Regions from separate parts of the Sus scrofa genome. Here regions 1, 2 and 3 are each linked to region 4. The links are chromatin contacts, called in public Hi-C and promoter capture Hi-C maps. All regions are on one chromosome and are shown on one strand. Each heading gives the region's core, a stretch centred on a gene start, on an enhancer-like site or on the middle of the called end of the contact. The rest is flanking DNA. Distances are from core to core; before and after follow the strand shown. Region 1 holds the start of PDIA4 (protein disulfide isomerase family A member 4). Region 2 has its middle 27 kb from the start of PDIA4. Region 3 holds the start of ZNF786 (zinc finger protein 786). Region 4 holds the start of CUL1 (cullin-1).

The links. Promoter capture Hi-C pulls out the DNA fragments that hold promoters and counts their contacts. A called contact is a pair of places that touch in the nucleus more often than the background predicts.
Region 1: a promoter capture Hi-C map of fetal liver shows a contact between it and region 4, with 3 times the contacts expected there. The contact joins the promoter of PDIA4 here to the promoter of CUL1 in region 4. A contact is called at or near these places in 2 of 5 promoter capture datasets (fetal liver and liver), 4 of 47 Hi-C or Micro-C datasets (embryonic fibroblasts, epiblast stem cells, heart right ventricle and 1 more) and 2 of 2 datasets of contacts at active chromatin or transcription factors (alveolar macrophages and skeletal muscle).
Region 2: a contact with region 4 is called in a Hi-C map of skeletal muscle, with 5 times the contacts expected there. The contact joins the enhancer-like site here to the promoter of CUL1 in region 4. A contact is called at or near these places in 1 of 5 promoter capture datasets (liver), 4 of 47 Hi-C or Micro-C datasets (embryonic fibroblasts, heart right ventricle, skeletal muscle and 1 more) and 2 of 2 datasets of contacts at active chromatin or transcription factors (alveolar macrophages and skeletal muscle).
Region 3: a promoter capture Hi-C map of liver shows a contact between it and region 4, with 4 times the contacts expected there. The contact joins the promoter of ZNF786 here to the promoter of CUL1 in region 4. A contact is called at or near these places in 1 of 5 promoter capture datasets (liver) and 1 of 2 datasets of contacts at active chromatin or transcription factors (alveolar macrophages).

Annotation. Positions count from the first base shown.
Region 1 is chr9:109,259,576-109,262,559 of Sscrofa11.1, forward strand. It overlaps PDIA4 (protein disulfide isomerase family A member 4), which reads left to right and starts at 1,275. Exons shown (of 10, transcript NM_001267834.1): 1 at 1,275-1,486. The coding sequence starts at 1,399.
Region 2 is chr9:109,286,089-109,289,016 of Sscrofa11.1, forward strand. No RefSeq gene overlaps it. Among named protein-coding and RNA genes, the nearest start is that of PDIA4, 27 kb to the left of the region's middle. Within about 2 kb of position 1,578, at least 68 of the 83 cell types and tissues checked have an H3K27ac peak or open chromatin away from gene starts, as enhancers often do. A contact at or near this core is called in alveolar macrophages, embryonic fibroblasts, liver and 2 more, where this site is marked.
Region 3 is chr9:109,232,020-109,234,870 of Sscrofa11.1, forward strand. ZNF786 (zinc finger protein 786) reads left to right here and starts at 1,443. Exons shown (of 4, transcript XM_005667769.3): 1 at 1,443-1,618. The coding sequence starts at 1,601.
Region 4 is chr9:109,557,743-109,560,482 of Sscrofa11.1, forward strand. CUL1 (cullin-1) reads right to left here and starts at 1,372. Exons shown (of 22, transcript XM_021063586.1): 1 at 495-1,372.

The DNA of each region.
Region 1 (2,984 bases), core at 25-2,524, 300 kb before region 4:
AAAACTACCATGAAATATAAAAATTCTGCCTGGGCACAGAAGAAAAATATCTTTTGAAGAGCTCCTTAAAATGATGTTGAACTGTTTGATATTCTACATTTATAGCATTCTGATAAATCAGTATATATTTACTCTTTAAAGTGGATTGTGTAACATCTTCCTGCCCAACAAAATTGAGGGGGGGAACCATCAGATTCGGGAGTTCAATAAAAATTTATTAAATTTAAAAGATCAAATAAAAAATTTCTAATTGCTAAATTCTGTGAGTAGCCAGCTTTCTTTCCTGCTGACTTAATGTGTATACACAGTAAAATACTCTAGACTCTCCAGTTTTGACCTATTTCTTTTCTGTGACTCTTCAGGCATACAAATCCCCAAGTGTTAAAGAAATCTCAAATCCTAAGACACATCACAGACTTGACACACAAAAATCATTACCTTAACCTAGTTTTTCCCTCCTAAATTGTCAAGAGGGAAAACCTCAAGTCTATTTTTAGACTTATGTAAACCTGTTATTTCACTTTTGCAAAAAATCAGGAGAGAAATAACATGAAGCAAAGTTTAGGATTCAGGGTTTCACAGGAAACCCTGGAGAAAAGCTTCCCCATATCCTAGTTCTGGATTCACTTTCACTGCATGCGATCCCGGCCCTCAAGGCCAATTTGTGTTTTAATATAGGAAAGAAATGCAGCTTTCAATCAGGAACGGAAAAGGTCACGAACATGAAGCCAACTCAGGAGTCCCATTTTCTCCCTTTCCCATCAACAGACTAGCTCGGACCCCTCTGCTACTTCGCTCCTGGGCCTCCCCTGTTCCCTGCGGTCTGCACATTAGTCCACTATCCATTACTCCCGTAAGGACACGTGTTCTTCTTGCCCATTTCTACAGCCTGTAACCCCGCCCTCCTCGGTTCCCAGGCCCCTCCCACAGCACCACCGGCCAATAGCTCCTCGAGGCGTAGCCCGACCCCTCCCCTCCCGCCCTGGCCCGCCGCCTTTGTTCTCCCCGCTCTCTCTCTCAGCCTGTGCGCTCCGGGTAAACCGAGTGGCAGCCGCTGATTGGAGGCCGCGGCGCAGCCAATCAGAAGGGGGCACCTCACGTTAGGACTCAGAGCTTTAAACTCGCAAGCCGCCGGGCGCGCGGTGGAGGCTGGGGTGGAGGATCTGAGCTGTGGGCGGTGTCGCCGGGCTCATACGCTCACCCAGGCGCTCACCGCCCGCGCCTGGAGTCGGACTGGGATTGGCCGGCCAGCGGCTTCCCCCGCCCCCAGTCAATTGCTGGCGAGGTCTTCCGGGGGGTTTCTTTCCCTCCCTCTAGGTTCGTTTCGCGAGACCAGGGCCTGAGGTCCAGGAGCGCCCGGCAGTAACTGGAGTGAGGAGGCCTCTCCGCACCGCAGCGATGAGGCCCCGGAAAGCATGCCTGCTCCTCCTGCTCCTGGCCCTGGCTCAGCTGCTGGCCGCGGCGAGCGCCGGGGGCCCAGACGAAGGTGAGCGGCCGGCGGCGGGTCGGGCCTCCGGGCCCGGGGGCACCGCGCGCGGGCACCGGCGACTTGCTGGAGTTTGAAGGTGGTAGCGCGGGGCAGGGTCGCTTAGGAGATGTGGAAGAGGAGGGCGGCGAAGGGGCCGGGGCTGCCCCGGGGCTTAGGATGTGGAGAGGTGTAAAGTGCCTTCTTTGCACGCTGGCTCCTTCGCCCAGATTCTGTTCATTTTCCCTCGGGTCCGAGGCTGACTGCCGGTTCCTGGGAAGGGGCGCTTGGGAACTGGTTAAGCGTTTTAGGCTAACACGCCCAGGGAGGGTGAAGGGAGAGGGGCCGTTGATTTCATAACAGATTTTAGAGAAGCGGCGAGGGCGTGAAGACCCAAGTGGGAAACCTCTTAAGCATTTGCGTCTTAAAAATGTGGTTTATACGTTCAGATATTATTAACTCAAGGGTTGTGGTTTGAGGGAGAAAGGGGTGGCTTGGTTTGCATCTTGTGGAAACTTGGAGGTAGCATTCTTTCTGCAAGCATTATTTCAGCACTTATTGTATGTGCCTATCACCGCGCTGGGTTCTGGAAGTTAAGTGTGGACCCTGCCAGTAAAGTGCCCGCTCCGCGAGAAACTTTGGACAGCTACTTGTCATGGCTCCTGCATTGTTCTTTGGAATCAGCTAGCTGGAAACAAATGGTATAAGAAAACTTGGAAAATTGGAAAGTTATAGTCGAGAGAAAAATGCTATTCCTAGAGAACAGCTCCTTGCTGGTCTTAACCTTCTTCCTCCCTGGACTTTCTCTAGATGACTAGAGTTTTTTCCTGTTGAGTTTATTCCAATATAAATACCCCCCCCTTTCTAATGTTAGCGTGTAGGGGAAGTGTGAACTTTATACTCTTTCAAACAGATTGAGTAACTTTTATGCCAGTCACTGATTCAAGGGTCTTTACCCACATAGAAAAGGAAGTTAGAAACCACCTCTTGAAAAGAACACCTGCCAGCAGAAACTAGAGAGCCATGTCACCTACCGGTGTGTCTTAGGACCTTTATCCAAATCACCTGGTGCTTATTTGAATACAGAGTCCCAAAATAAACCTAGCAGAATGCAGGGGTGAGCCCTGAAATCTTCATTTCACAACATTCTTCACTGATATGAAGGGCAGAATAACTTTGGGAGGCATCTTGAAAGTTGGAGAACCAGTAAAGGGGCGGGGCTAGTTTTTGGATCTGAGCGGAAAAGCAGACAGCTTTGTCTTGGTTCTGACCTAGTGGTTCTGTTTTTCGGGATTCTTAAAAGGCCTGGAAGAATGGCAGTCATGGGTGGGCACCACAGGCTTCTAGGACAAGTGAATTTGTCATTTGGGTCACAGGTCACTGATGCCATATGTAGTGATGGAGTGTAGGTCCTAGGAAGCAGTCGCCTGTGTGGTAAGTGGGGGATTCTCTGGGGTCTCGTGGGGTGGGGCTTCTAGTTGTTACCTTGACTCTTTCCCATCCCTAGCCCTTCACATTT
Region 2 (2,928 bases), core at 328-2,827, 270 kb before region 4:
GATTTTGAATGAAAGAAAGCACAAAAAGTTTGAGAGAATATCACCTGGTTTATTTGAGAGAATGTCACCTGCGAGGGCACATAGACGGAATAAAAGAAAAAAGGGGAAATCCTATTATTATTATTATTTTGCTTTTTAGGGCCGCACCTCTGGCATATGGAAGTTCCACTTCTATGGGTTGAATTGAAACTGCACCTGCCAGCCTAGGCTTCAGCCACAGCAGTGCCGGATCTGACCTACACCACAGCTCATGCCAACACCTCATGGATCCTAGTTGGGTTCATTACCACTGAGCCACAATGGGAACTCCATCTTTGAATTTAAAAAATAAAAATGAAATTAAAAAAAAAAATTGAGCCGAGTTCCTGTCGTGGCGCAGTGGTTAATGAATCCAACTAGGAACCATGAGGTTGCGGGTTTGATCCCTGCCCTTGTTCAGTGGGTTAATGATCCGGCGTTACCGTGAGCTGTGGTGTAGGTCGCAGAGGTGGCTCGGATCCCGCGTTGCTGTGGCCCTGGCGTAGGCTGGCAGCTACAGCTCCGATTAGACCCCTAGCCTGGGAACTTGCATATGCCGCGGGAGCAGCTCAAGAAATGGCAAAAAGACAAAAAAACAAAAAAAAAAAACCTTGAGCCCTGGGCTCTGGGCACTACCTGTCTGAGCATACCTCAGGGATACAATGACCTGTGAGTAACTATACTAGGATCTGCACTTTTACTTTTTGAGATTTTCTTATCTGGTACCTGCTCAGATTTTCATTTTGTTTTTAATGGAAAAGGGAACTCTAGTGCTGTTAATTTGTGTCTGTTATCTTATTAATTTGTATCCATTTGTTTCTAATTAGTTTGTGCCTGTTGAGCCAGAGAAAATATTTCTGAACCTTGAGAGCTAACATTCTCATAGGACCTTTTTTTTTTTTTTTTTAATGTATTTGAGTGAATTCTATGGCTTCTCATTTAATCCTCCCAATCTCCTACAAAGTAGATATTCTGATTATGTCCATTTTAAAAGTGGAGAAACTGAGGTTCAAACAAGGCAAGCAACTTTTCCAAAGATATATAGCTAGTTGGTGGTGAAGACTAGAACTCAGTCCCAGTTAATGTAATATGAGCCCATCTGTCAATTTCATGCCTTCCTGATTACCTGTTGTGTCATCAATACATTTAATCAGCTCATTTCCATATCTCATTCATGTGAATTTTCGTCAAAGGAAGGACGGAAACAGATTAGATGAGATCGGGCCAAGGAACAACCCCGAGGCACTGCACCAGAGACCCCCTCTGCCAGGATGGCCTCAGAAGCATCCAGATGTTTGGGTGTTTCAGATGCCTCCTCCTTCCATTCCTGTGATCTTTCGGGGGTTTTTTAATCAGTTGAGATTTGAGGAGAAGCAGATCTTGGGCGATAGGGAGGCACTCCTGCTCTTCTGAAGGGAGCCGACCCCAAGATGGGAGCACACTGGTTCCAAGGTTTGGGGTCTGGGGACTAGATCTGCTCCAGTGCACAGAGTTTTCTCCAGATCTGGCAGAGCTGCCTGGAGGTCACATGTGGTAAATAGACAAAGGAGCTCAGCGCCGATTGGACAGCTCTGGATCCTGTGCTGGCAGAGCCTCTACAGACGAACTCCACTGCCGGGAGACACCCTGGTGACGAGATGCTAATTTTGCATGTCTCTTTCCCAGGATGCTCAGTAGTGCTTCTGATTCTTGTTGTTAAATACACTTTGCTATTTATTGATAAATAGATGCACGGAAGGAATTGTTAGAGGATGCATATCATCCATACTGCAAATGTTGTTTGTAAACTCGATTTGAAATATCACTGTAAGGGTAAAATGAGGAAATATGTGAGCTTTAAATAGTGTACACAGCAAGCAGAAGTTTTGGCTGGTCCGAAGGTAGTGAGTTATCTCAATTGATTGTTCACAGTCAGTTACAGGTCGAACTCCTCGTTCTACTCTTTCCCCCCTTCTCACTACTGCACTTGACTAGTCTTTTGCAGGGCTGTCCCCGTCTAGATGTAAAATACACTTAACTTGTCTTCATCTTAATTTAAAAAATTTGAAAGTCAATATTATTATTGAGATTAAAAGCTAGGAATACAAAATTTGTTTAAAGTAGCCGTTTTCCTTCAGAGCTAACAACAAATATGGGAAAATTCATCACAGAAGCTCCCAGCTACACCCTCCCCCCCACTCGCCCCAATCAAATAGGTATGGTAAAAGTAGATATTCTGAGACCAAGAAAAGGAAATGAGGTAATGGGGTGGGGTGATTAAGGATTTTATTTTTCCCACTTTTTAATAGAGTGGGGTTTTATTTAATTTCCACATTCTTTAAATCATTTCCAAAAAAAGAAAAAAAAAAGTCTTTTAAGATATGAGTGGATTGAAGTTCCTGTCATGGCGCAGTGGTTAACGAATCCAACTAGAAACTATGAGGTTTCGGGTTCAGTCCCTGGCCTCGCTCAGTGGGTTGAGGATCCGGCGTTGCCGTGAGCTGGGGTGTGGGTTGCAGATGAGGCTTAGATCCCGAGTTGCCGTGGCTCTGGCGTAGGCCGGCAGCTATGGCTCCGATTCTATCCCCAGCCTGAGAACCTCCATATGCCCCAGGAGCAGCCCTAGAAAAGACAAAAAAAAAAAAAAAAAAAAAAAAAGATATGTATGGATTTTTAAATGTTTCAATATCAGTAAGATAAAAGATTAATATTTGGTAGTACAACACTTAGTAGACAAAATTAGGAGATATTTCAAAGTTGACAGTCCTCTTAAGTTTTGAAGATAAAGAGAAAACATTTTGGAGGAAGAACAGCTAAGTCCAAGATTCTGAAAATAGAGAAGGTGGGAGAAGAGCAGAGTATATCGTGGGACTCACCGGTCGGGGCTTAGAGCTGCTCTCTCATCCTGGTTCTGCCCTTACTTGTTGGGGG
Region 3 (2,851 bases), core at 193-2,692, 330 kb before region 4:
AACCAACATGTGCCACAGGTGCGGCCCTAAAAAGACAAAAAAAAAAAGAAAAGAAAAAAGACTACATGTATGAATACATTCAAGCAAATTATTTATGGCCACAAATTTTTTAACTACCCCTAAATATCTGACACTCCTATACCTGTTATGGGCTGAATTTTGTTTTCCAAAAATTCATATGTTGAAGTCCTGACCCTCAGTACTTCAGAATGTGACTATATTTAGAGATAGGGCTTTTAAAGAGGTAATGAGGCATTATGGGTGAGCCCTAATCCAATATAAATGGTGTCCTCATAAGTGGAGATTGGGACCTAGAACACCCAGACCAAGGGACAACCATGGGAGGACACAGGGAGAAGGCAGCCATCTGCAAGCCAAGGAGAATCCTCAGAGGAAATCAACCCTGCTGACACCTTGATGCTCTGGCCTCCACAACTATAAGAAAATTTCTGTTGTTTATATGCCTAGTCCATGGTACTTTGTTATGGCAGCCCTAGCAGATTAATACACTACCTTAAATCACAGCCATTTAAGAGTGTAATTATGAGTTATGAGAAACATGAAAAACTGATGTGGCAAGTCAAAACAAAAGAAAAAGACACAAAATGATGTGTATCTCTGAACCATGCAAAAGGAGATGTCTGTGGACAGAGGCTGGAAGTCTATATGAAGCAAAATTGAACATTTATTTAGAGTACCAGAATTATGAACAACTTTCATGTCTTTTAAAATCTGCTTTATTGTTAAATTATATACATATTGTGTTTAAAAATTTATTAAGGTAGGGATAGCAATTACATATATCTAAGCAATTCAACCATTCTGACGGCTTAAGAGTGAAAGGCATGTAAATTTAAGATCCATTTCATATTTAGGCTATATGTCATTTCTCATGCTTTACAGACTAGGAGTCATGTTCCTTATTTAACTCCATGGGGTCAACGGTCCCATTCCTCTGCCTGACTTCCTGAGGATGAATACCCAGCCTCCTCGCCCTTGCCAGGACCATCGTGAGGGGTGGTCTGCACCCTCTCAGAGTCCCCAGCAGGATGGACTCCCCCCTCCCATTTGCCCACGGGTTAGGGGAACATGTTCAATAATGCCCCTCACCTCTTTCACTTGATTCCTGGTATCAGGACATAGATGACCCCTCCAGCCTAATCCTTCTGGGGTCGGCTCTGGAGAGGATCCAAACCCCTGCATGCCCTCTCACTGTCTCCATCTCAGTGAAGAGCGCGTCTCCTCTCCATCCGTTTGCAGCTGACTCTGCATTTCCCTCTCTTTCCGTCTCCACCTCTGCCTCCTTGCCCTGGATTTCCTGAGAGGGCGAGGATGGGTCACCACCTTCAGCTGCTGCTTCCTGAGCTGGTGCCCGCCCTCACTGCGTAGGCAGCTCCTGCGGGCGCCGCTCCCTCCTCCCGGTCGCAGGGGGCGCTGTGGGGCGAAGTGGACGCAAGTGCCAGCAAGCACCGTGCCCAGGCTGGACCTGCGGGTCACCGGGGAGCGCTAGACGGCCGCGGGGAAGGTGACCGTACGCCTGGTCGCGGGGCGTGGAGGTATCCCGGGCCGGAGCCGGGGCCGGGCGGGATTTCAAAGAGCCATGGCCAAGCAGGCTCCGGTAAGAGGGCCTCCCTCTCAGGACCGGTCCTCGGGTTCCGGCTCAGCAGGCCGGCATCCTGGGGTCCTCGCGGGGCGGTGGCGGACGGATGGGGCAAGGTCGTGAGGGTCGCGTTAGGCTCCGGGTATGGGGTCTGGACGCTGACGGAGCCGGTGACCGCCGCTCCTGGGGCTCGTCGATAGCCAAAGCCCTAAACAAAGCCGAACACAGAACTGGCCAAGTCAGGCGGGGGCGGGCGTGCGAGGGAAAGGATCAGAATTGGTCTGGGGCCGGCTATGGGTGTTACAGTTTAACCAGTTTTACGTTATGGTTTTTGAATTTAGGACAAGTGTTTTAAAAGATTTAAGATCACGAATGGTTGAATGATGGTTGGCATAAGATTAAATGTTAGAATTTAATGCTAAAGGGTTGAAATTTGTGTTGAGTGTAAGAAGGAAGGAGACTATGTTGGAAAGCTAGGAGAGGATATGAAAATCTAAATGGGTAAACATTATTTGATTATTTCATGTTTTGTTGAAATCGAAGTTTTATGTTTTTCTGCATTTTATAAACCTAGATATTGAGTCTTTGTGCAGGTTACTAAATGAATTCATGAGATCATCACTTTTAAGTTACCTTTAACAGTCAACAAAAATAATAATTCCTATGCCCAAATAAATAAAAGATATGTAAGAATTTTATAGCAAAAATTATAAATGCAGGCATATCTCGGGGGTATTTGGGGTTTGGTTCCAGATCACTGCAATAAAGCAAATATCACAGTAAAGGGAGTCACCAACTTTTTGGTTTCCCAGTGCCTCTAAAAGTTATGTTTACACTGTACTATAGTTTATTCAAGTTTGCAATAGCATTATGTCTTAAGAAGCAATGTACATCCTTAATTAAAAATACTTTATGGGAGTTCCTGTTGTGGCTCAGAGGTAACAAACCCCACTAGTATCCATGAGGATGTGGGTTCAGTCCCTGGCCTCATTCAGTGGGTTAAGGATCCATCCTTGCTGTGAGCTGTGGTGTAGGTTGCAAACACAGCTCAGACCTGGCATTGCTGTGGCTGAGGTGTAGGCTGGCAGCTACAGCTCCAATTTAATGACTAGCCTGGGAACTTCCATATGCTGCAGGTGTGGCCCTTAAAACAAACAAACAAACAAAAAAAACACTTTATGGCTGAAAATACTGTCATCTGAGCCTTCAGCAAGTTGTAATCTTTTTGCTGGTGGAAGGTCTTGTGTCCAT
Region 4 (2,740 bases), core at 122-2,621:
CTCTCGCCTTTCCTCCGCCGCTCCCCGCCCTCCCGGCCTCACCGGCTCCGGCTCCCGCGGGCGTGAAGCTGGTGGGGGAGGGCCGGAACGCACCGCCATCGCGTCCGGGGCGGGGGAGCCGGGAAACCGTCGCCGCCATCTCCCCACCAGCCCGCGGCACGGGAGGGGCCCGGAAACCTCCCGCCCGCCGTGGCCCTGGCCCCAGGGCCCCCGACGCCGCTGAGGCCCCGCTCGCCTGGCTGGTCCCTACCTGAAGCCCGCGGTCCTTGGCTCTGAAACCCCACGCCATCCCCGGCCGAGCGCACCGGATCCGCCTCCAGGTTTTACAGCCTCCCTCGCCTTCGGGCCGCCTCTAAGGACCCGGCTTCCCGCCACTTCGGGCCGAACGAGGAGGGGTCACCTTCTGAGGTTGGGGGCGCCAGCCTAGGAAGAAGCCGCCCCAAAACTCCCTGGAGGAGAGGGTCTCACACACCCCCTCCTGCGCGCACACTCACCCTGAACCCTGAACCGACACGGAACACAACGACACCCGGTGGATCTGCCTCCCCAGCCGGGGGAATAACCAAAAGCCAGATCCCGACCGGCTGATGAAGTCGAGGATGGGCGAGGGGCCCTTGAAAAGAAAAACGTGTGGTCCATTCTCAGCCCCAAGACACCTGCGGGCCTCGGCACCAGAGCCCCGGCTCCCCGGCGCCTCTCTAAAATCGTTTCTGAAATCAAACCAATCCAGCTTTCCTCCACAAACTCTTTAACCAACTCCTTTTTAGGCAAAGGGCTGATAAAGATTCGCTTTACCATTAATCTCTGTAAAGACAAATCAAGAATGGAATTTAAGCTTTTCCATATATGTGGATGCGATGAGGCGTGACTGCAGAATAACATTGTTTTCACGTGAGTCCTGGAGTAGTTCACCGCAGTCAAGTGAAATTAACTCACAATTGGGTCCTTGAACTGCACATTTTTGCAGCACAAATAGCCACCTGGCTTCCTATGATGACCTAGGTGACAAAAGGCGGGCTTGGAGGGGCTTCTGCTGGAATGATGTGGTTTACATACCAGAGGGCCCACGACTTCCATGAACAAGCAAGGAAGAATTTCAAATTACCTGGGCAAAAAACTTGATGAACATAACTTCCTGTTTTGCTCCAAATGAAAACAGGAGAAGATTTTAGTATCACCGTGGGGTGGAAATCCTAGGCCCAGAGTAGAGGGCTGCCCCCATAATCTACGCTGTCTCCTGAGGAATACAGGTTTCTCTTAGAATATCCCATAGTATTTGTTTCCTTCTATTGAAATGTGGTCACTTGTCAACATTTGTTAAGTACCTTTAGAAGTAAGGCATTGGTCTGTACTTGTCACTAAAGTATATGATCTCAATCTATGCAATGATTTTTAAATTGTTGGTTTACATCCTACACTTCTAGATATTTAAAAGAAACAGGTGTAGGAGGAGTTCCCATTTTAGCGCAGTGATTAATGAATCCGACTAGGAACCATGAGGTTGCGGGTTTGATCCCTGGCCTTGCTCAGTGGGTTAAGGATCTGGCGTTGCCATGAGCTGTGGTGTAGGTCACAAATGTGGCTCAGATCCCGCATTGCTGTGGCTCTGGCGTAGGCCAGTGTCTACAGCTCGGATTAGACCCCTAGGCTGGGAACCTCAGTATGCCATGGGAAGTGGCCCTGGAAAAGACCAAAAAAGAAGAAGAAACAGGTGTATTTTGCAATTTTTTTGTGGGCACATGGTAAAATTGAAGGTAGAAATGGAAGGCTTGTCCCTGTGGACAGTGCTTTCCACTGTATATATATGGCTTCTCTTACTTGTTCCCCATAATGGAACCTGTATTTTCCTCAAACAACAAGGTATCTCATCTCCATCTTCCCTAAACTGTCCTCTCCCTTCTCACCATTCAACATGGTCTTCTTGTCTGTGCCTTCCCATAGCTAATACAAGAACGGAGTGGGTCAGCTTTCCCTTTACTGTTTGTTTCTTTCAACCTCTCCCCCCCCTTTTTTTTTCCAGCCGCACCCATGGCATATAGAAGTTCCTGGGCCAGGGATAGAACTAGAGCCACAGTAGTGACCACACCAGATCCTTAACCTGCTGTGCCACAAGAGAACCCTACTGAATTACTACCTCACTTTTCCCTGAATGGAAGGATTTAGTTCACCTATAACCATCCTCTCCAATTCTCACTGCCTTAATTCCTGCTTCTTCCTTCTAGCTTTTACTCGCCACTCATCTGCACTGTTACTGACAGCTCTTAGACTATGTCATTCATTGACTTTTATGTCCACCTCACAACCAGGTAGCATCTATACCACTTCTCAGACATATCAGGCAATTTGCTCCAAATCATTAAGCTTGATGAGGGGCGTAACCTAAGCCAGTAACTCCCAAGTATGTGCAGATCCACTCCTTTATTATGTTTCCCACACCTGTATTGTTTTTACCTTTATTTTTTTTAATTTTAAATTTTTGTCTTTTTTGTCTTTTCTAGGGCCACACCTGCGGCATATGGAGATTCCAATCGGAGCTGTTGCTACTGGCCTATACCAGAGCCACAGCAACTCGGGGTCGGAGCCCAATCTGTGATCTACACCACAGCTTACGTCAACACCAGATCCTTAACCCATTAAGCAAGGCCAGGGATCGAACCCACAACCTCATGGTTCCTAGTCAGACTCGTTAACCACTGCGCCACAACGGGAACTCCTGTTTTTACCTTTAAATAGTTTGCCT